2 separate regions of the Sus scrofa genome follow, and region 2 is linked to region 1. Evidence: chromatin contacts called from public HiChIP or PLAC-seq data. All regions are on one chromosome and are shown on one strand. Each heading gives the region's core, a stretch centred on a gene start, on an enhancer-like site or on the middle of the called end of the contact. The rest is flanking DNA. Distances are from core to core; before and after follow the strand shown.

Evidence for each region. HiChIP or PLAC-seq counts read pairs in DNA pulled down with a chosen protein or histone mark.
Region 2: a contact with region 1 is called in an H3K27ac HiChIP or PLAC-seq map of skeletal muscle. The contact joins the promoter of OAZ2 here to the promoter of ANKDD1A in region 1. A contact is called at or near these places in 1 of 47 Hi-C or Micro-C datasets (skeletal muscle) and 2 of 2 datasets of contacts at active chromatin or transcription factors (alveolar macrophages and skeletal muscle).

The regions. Positions count from the first base shown.
Region 1 is chr1:107,183,682-107,187,185 of Sscrofa11.1, reverse strand. It overlaps ANKDD1A (ankyrin repeat and death domain-containing protein 1A), which reads left to right and starts at 1,702. Exons shown (of 21, transcript XM_013992888.2): 1 at 1,702-2,674. PLEKHO2 (pleckstrin homology domain-containing family O member 2) reads left to right here. Exons shown (of 6, transcript XM_013992891.2): 6 at 1-902.
Region 2 is chr1:107,323,655-107,327,158 of Sscrofa11.1, reverse strand. It overlaps OAZ2 (ornithine decarboxylase antizyme 2), which reads right to left and starts at 1,934. Exons shown (of 5, transcript NM_001301326.1): 1 at 1,740-1,934. The coding sequence starts at 1,759.

The DNA of each region.
Region 1 (3,504 bases), core at 453-2,952:
TGGGCCTCTCCCTAGCCCCTCCTCCCATCATCTCTGGCTCCAGGAGCACATTGGGTCTCAATCCCGCTGCAGCAGCTGAACTGAGCTCAGAGACTATAGGTGCAGAGGCCCAGAGGGCCACTGCCACCGTCCCTGGGGCCTGTGGGAGTAGGAACAGCTTCTGACAGGTCTGCTCAGGGGGTTTCTGCAAATGCACTTTCGTTTACTGAGGGGGAGGGTCATGGCTGCATGCTCTGGCCTTCCTGCCCACTGCCCTACCCTCAGCCACCAGTCGTGCCCAATGAGGCCTGTTGGTGCAGGTCACTGCCTTCTTTATTCTGTTTCTAGTTGGTTCTTGAGGGTAGTGGGTTGGGATCAGGAGAGGTAGGAGTCCCCTTTGTACCAGGCAGGGGTCGGGGGAAGCAGCAGTATCATGGCTTGTGATACCCCACTGGCCTCCCCAAACCACATCCCTTGAACAGACTAAGCTTCTTTGCCACAGTATGCCTGTCTCTCCGTCTGTTTCCAGTAGGAGAGCAAGAATGTCACCACGTGCCCACAGTCACATGGCCCCCCCCTGCAATCTTCCTTGGGGAAATAGCCTTCCCTCACCAGCAGCTTGGCTGGGGCTTTAGCCAAGTCATCTGTCCAGGGACTAGAGGCTCAATTACCTCCCCTTATAAGTGACTAGACTGAGCAAGTTTCTCTAGGATCATCTCGGTGGCCTAATGCCATTTGTTCCTATGGGGATCCCATACCTTGGCAGACTGCACCCAAGGAGGGGAAGCCAGGTTCCAGGGGAGGGGAGGAAGTTCTGGAATAGTAGGGGCTACTTGGCTGTCTCCTTGAGGAGTATGGCATTCCATGTTTTCTGCTTATAAGCGCCTTTCTTGAGGTTTGGCAATAAATCCCTTCTTACAGAACTCTGCTGCAAGCCTGTTTGTTGGTATGGGGACCAGCTCCATGGCTTCACTGAAGCAGAGGGTAGGTGGTGGTTGATCAGGGCATCACCAGTCCTTTAAACTGCCTCCCCTCCCACAGTGCTCTGTGTTCGCTAAACTCAGCCAGGCCCTCCAGTCTCACCCTCCCCATGTTCGTGTTTCTATAGCCTGGGGGCTAAATGTTCTAGGTGACAGTGCTTTTCAGTTTTTAAAAACTTTATTTGGAAATAATTTCAAACATAGAGAAAAGTTTCAAGAATAAGTATAGTCCAAAGAAGACCCATGTACTCTGCTCAGATTGACCCTTTGGCTTATCTTTTGAGCACCTTCTCTCTGTAATATATACATAAGGTTGTTTTTTCCTTTTTTTTTTTTTTCATGTCTTTGGAGAGTTAGTTATCATGGCCCCTTCCCCCTAAATACTTCAGTGTGTATTTCCTAAAAATAAGCATATTCTCTCATTAATCATAGTACAGTTATCAACTTCAGTAAATTCAATGCTGATTTTGTCATTAGACCCATTAATATCCTTTAATCATATGTTACTCCCAGGGTAGGGATGGATATTGCATACATGTCTCTAAGTCTCCTTTAATCTGAAATGTTTCCACAGCTGTTACCTTTCATGATGTGGATATTTTTGAAGTATGCAGTCCTCCCCAGCTTTTTTTTTTTTTTTTTGTCTTTTTAGGGCTGCACCCATGGCAAATGGAGGTTCCCAGGCTAGGAGTCAAATCAGAGCTGTAGCCACAGGCCTATGCCAGAGCCATAGCAACACAGGATCTGTCGGGTCTGCAATCTACACCACAGCTCACTGCAATCCCAGGATCCTTAACCCACTGAATGAGGTCAGGGATTGAACCTACACCCTCATGGATGCTAGTCAGACTTGTTTCCACTGATCCGCGACGGGAACCCCCTCCCCAGGTTTTTAATAGAATATTCCTCATTTGGTTTTTGTCTGTGGTTTCCTCATAATTAGATTGAGGTTATGTTGTCTCAGCCAAAGAACTGCAGAGGTGATACTAGATCCTTCTCAGGGCATCTCATCTAGAGACACAGCCTCCATCTGCCTCTCACTAGTGATAATTTTGATCACCCAGTCAAGGTGCCTGATTTTTCTACTGAATAGTTACATATTTTTCTCTTGTAACTAATGAGCAATCTGGGTGATATTTAAAGGCCTTGTACAAATATGTTGCACCTCATCAAAATTTCCCCTTGAATCTAGTCTCCATGAGTGAATCTTGCCTGAAAAGGTGTTTCCTATGATGGTTCAAAATGATTTCAGCTGTCATTTTTGACCTTGGAGCTCTGTCCTGGTTGGGGTCAGCCTGGGCCCTGTCTTATGCCCGTGGCACCCCTAATATATCTCAGTAGGACCCCAGAGCTTTGCTGATCGCTCTTTGGAAGCCCCAGGGCCAGGTCAAGCTGCCAAGTCAAGTCAAACTGCTGGGAAGTTGTCAAGTCCCACCAAAACACCTCAGTAGATCTCAGCTCCCAGCTCCCAATGTGGGAAAGCACTGCTGTGCTCCCCCGAAGGCCAGCTCCCTCCCTTGTCTGTGAGGAGGAGGAACATTGGACACAACAGGAAGCACCTGACCCAGGGCTTATTGACGGTTCTATGACCTTCATGTGCCTCCTGAATTCCTCTGCCACTGGCCTGACGTGTGGCTGCCATGCCGAGGAGTGGCCTGTGGAAGCTGGGGGACCCCAGGTGAATCATTTCACTTTATCTGTGAGGAGGAACCAAGGTAAGGAAGAAAAGTCCTTTTATTGATTGACAGGGCCAAGGAACGAGGTCCCCTCCTGAGGGCCGCCCTGAAGGGAGTGGCTGCTGGGAAGGTGTCACTGGCCAGCCAGCTGCAAGACTGAGGAAGGATGTGGTAACTTTCTTTCCTTCTGGCCCTGGGGGCTGGAGGCCTGTGCAGCAGTGGCCTGAAGTCCTGTGGGGGTTTGCAAAGCACAGGGTGGCCGCTTTCAGGCTGAACCCAGGACAGAGAAGGAGGGGTGTGTAGGGGGAGGGGACATCTGGATTGCCCCTCCCTCTGCCTCCACCTGAGCCTGGGCCCTGGTAGCTCCCTGTGTTTTTTTGGAGCCACCATATTTTGTGCCCTCCTCTGAGTCCTGTCTTCCTGCCTTCCTACTGTCCCTTATTCTCATGTCCCTGACGTGAGACACGTCAGAGATATGAGACAGGGCTTCAGAAAAGACCTCACAAACTCACTTAAGCAGAGGTTGCTGTGATGTCATGAGGCGGCTCTGTGAGGAGATACAGAGGATAGACAGGTGGTGGTGGAAATTCCTCCCTGTTGTCATAATTTTATTAAGGAACACAATTCCTGGAGGAAGTAGCCAGGCATAAGCAGGAAATACAAGATGTTTGATTTGGAGGCAGACATATCTGGATTCAAATCCCAGCCATGAACAAGTGACTTTAGGCAAAATATGCCTCAGTTTTCCTGTCTGTCAAATGGGCTTATTCTCCCTTCATCATAGGATTGTTATGGAACCCTCAGTCCATGGCCTGCCTCATAGGAAATGGGGATAATAAACTCTAGCAGCCTGGCTTCACAGAGCACCT
Region 2 (3,504 bases), core at 685-3,184, 140 kb before region 1:
CTAATTACAGCAGATTATTGAAGGTGGGGCCCAGGTGACTGATTTTTCACCTGTGCAACCAGGGTTGAGAAACACTGAGATACAAGAAAAGCTGAAAACCCAGCTGGAAAATTTAAAGAGGCTGCTGTTAAAGGAATGGGAAATGGCAAGTTAGAGACCATTTCTGTAAGAAGGGCACCTGAGTTTGAAAGGAAACTTGAGTGGTAGTTAGATCTCTATGTGAAGAAAAGCAGTAAGAAGAGCTATGTTTGTAAGAGGAACTAAAGCCCAGATTTGGATAGGCCATGGCACAATTTAAGGAAGATTTGCAGGGAATGGATCTGCTTGCAAAACAATGAGGCCCAAGTGAGGAGCAGAAGCCATAAGGCCAAATCTGGAGACAAAGGGTCTGGAGGGGGAAACTAATGAGCTTCAGACTCATTTTGGAGCAGGCAGCAACAAGTTTTGGGGAAAAATGAGGAAGAGAATTAGAACCCAAATTGTAAATAAAAGTCATTCTGATGTATAAGCAGCAGCTGGGGTTAAAAATTGTAGAGAATTGGAACATTAGGAAACAATTTCTCACTGAAGATTTAGGGACAGAAACATGGGACATGCTTGAGGCATAAATGCAGGACAAGGGCTACTTTGGAGGAAAAGAGGAAAGGTAGAGAGAGGGAAACTGAATAATGAATTCTGCCTAGTTTGGGCAGGGGAGAAGTACATGTGAAGTAAGCATATGTGAAGCAAGCTGTTTCAGAAAGATGTGCAGTCTTTCTCTCCAATTAATAAGGGAGGGCTGGGTAGGGTTTTGAGGAAACATGAAAGGTCCAGTGAGCAAAGTATGGGGACTGATTTGAAAGCACTGGAGGTACTGGGAAAGAGGTATAGGGAAAAACGCAGGGTGGGCTGAATTCTGTAACCTAATATTCTAGCGATGCGGATCGGTTAAGATGAGAAGAGTATAAGAAAAAGTGAGAAAAAGTAGTTAAAAGGTAGGAGTGTTTAGAAGAGTGTTGGGTGGAAGACATCATTAGGGAACAGGATGGAGAACATGAGTCAAACCCAAAGTGTTTGAGAAATAAAAAGAATGAGATTGGGAGACAGGGGGCATGGGCCCAAATGGGAAAAGGGTGTGGAGGGAGGGCTGGAGGGAAAAGAGGAAGCTGCAGTGAGGGGCCAAGGGGAGGACTAGGCATCACTGTAAAGACTGCGAGGCCTGGGGAGGTGGGGGCCGGGGAGGGGGGTGACAGGTGGGGGGGCTGGGTCCAGTTGAGAACTGAAGGACGGAGCTTTGGGGGGGTGATAAAAGAGGCGTCTGGTTGGAAGGTGCAGTTTGAATTAGGGAAGGGGATTCAGAGGGAAGGGTGAAGTGACTTAAAAGGGGAAGGAAGATTTGGGGAGATGGGAAACAATCTGGGGAATTAGGAATGAGAGAAAAAGCACGGTTCGGTGGGGCAGAAAGGAAATAGGGACTGGATTGGAAGACTGGGTCCCGGTTTGTGGGGGCTTTTACGGGAGGAGGAAGCCCGGATGAGGGGGATGGGCCGGGCTGGAGGGAGGGGGGCTAAAGGACGGAAGGAGGCCCAGCTGCGAGGCTGGGGCTCAGACTGGGGTGGCTGAAGTAGGGAAGGGACTCAGTGGGGGCTTGATGGTGCCCTCTGGAGGAGGGCCGGGGACCCGCTGGGTGGTGGGGAGAGGAGGCCCTCTGGAGCAGACGAGGGGAGGATGGGGGCGGGGAGCCTGGGCCGGGCCGTTACCTGTCCTGGGTGTTTATCATCCTCGGCGGCTCTGCTCAGGGTGGGAGGAGGCGGCGCAGGGAGTGGGTAGGTGGATGAGTGGGTGGGTGTGGGGTCACGCGCGCGCGCGCGGGGCCGATCTGTGCGGGCTAAGTCCCTGTCAGGCCGCGGGCCCAGAGCCCTCCTCCTTGCCTCAGCGAGCGCCTGCCTCCAACTGACCCTCCCCGGCCGCCGCCGACGCTGCAGCAACCGCCCCGCCCCCAAGTGCCTCATCTACATAGCCCCACCCCAGCGCCGCGCGGTGTCCTGGGAAACTGGGGCCCACAACAAAGGGCAAAGCACCGCCCCGCCTCTGCGCAGGCGCGTCAAGCCGGTAGCGGAGTCAGGGCAGCGCCAGGGCCTTAGGGGAAGCAGCGTGTAGAAGGGATCGTGCCCCAGGCGGTGTCGTGGTGGAGATGGCTGGGCGAGCCGTAGGATGTTTCATTTCAAGTAGAATTTATTGGGCATTGGCTTCACCCTTGTTTGCGTGGGGTTTAGCAGGGCTGTGACACTTATAGGCCCTGGGAAGCTATTAAACAAAACAAAATCGTTAATCTAAGATTAATACACATATATTAGTGTCATTCTAGGCTAAGGCCAAGCCCTGAGATCTCCATTACCTCCGCTCACAGTGCAGATCAATAACTTAAACTGTCAGCTAAGATCAGCAATATCTTCACCTTAAAAACATATCTCAGGCCAAGGGTTAAGGCCTTACACGGGCTGGTGGTCATCTAATGCCAAGTGGCTGTGGATCAGGATCATAGTCACCTGACAGTAGTGGTGGAAGGCACCAACACTGCCATGTTTACAAGCACTTCATATCACAGTCATGCAAGATTACTAATCGACAGTCACTATCCCTGCTGGTCCTTATCACAGATCAGTGCCAACAGGTCACAATCACTGGTATGCAGACCCCTCAGATCACAGTCACTGCAGGCTGCAATCACAGGCACTTCAACAAAATCAGCTTTTGACTCTGTTCACAGTCAACTCACAAGAGAGGTCACGTTATCTCAGATCATAATGGGTTACTGTCACCTCAAACGCCATTCATTCATTTAGTCAACAAGTAATTTTTGAGCAGCTACTTACTATGTGCTTCAGGCATGTGGTAGAGTCCAGGAATACTCAGTGATCAACTAGGCAAAGTTCCTGCCTTGGATGTCACAATCTGATCCGAGGGAGGGACACAGAGAGGCCATCATACTATGAGGTAAGTGCTCAATCTGAGGGAGGCCACAGAGAAAGCAACTAGGGAATTAAGGATGGCTTCAAAGAAAGGGTGGTCACAATCATTCCAGATCAAAGGTCACTCTGACTCCAGCTGAAAACAGCCCCATGTCACAAAAGTGCCACATAGAGCCGTCTCAGGACCTCTACTTGACAAACAATGTGCTTTTGGTTTTTGGATGATGATAAATCAGGGATGGAAGATGGGTTGGAGCTGCCAAACTAAGTCAAAAATTGAAGTGGTAAATGATACCAGAACTGCCCAGATTATCACTAGACATAAAAGCAAGACTAGTCCCATGCTCTGGCTCATTTTAGATCATCTATGTTGTCCCCAAGGGACTGTCCCTACCTGATTTTCCCATTTCAAGCCAGGTGTGTTCTTACATTAGCCCACAGCAGAACTAAACAATTACATCTAGCCCTGACCGATCCCGTCTAATTGTCCCAGAGACCTGGGCAATCTTCCTGTTCCCCAAGGAAGATGGGGTGGCTCACTTCTGCCAGCCCA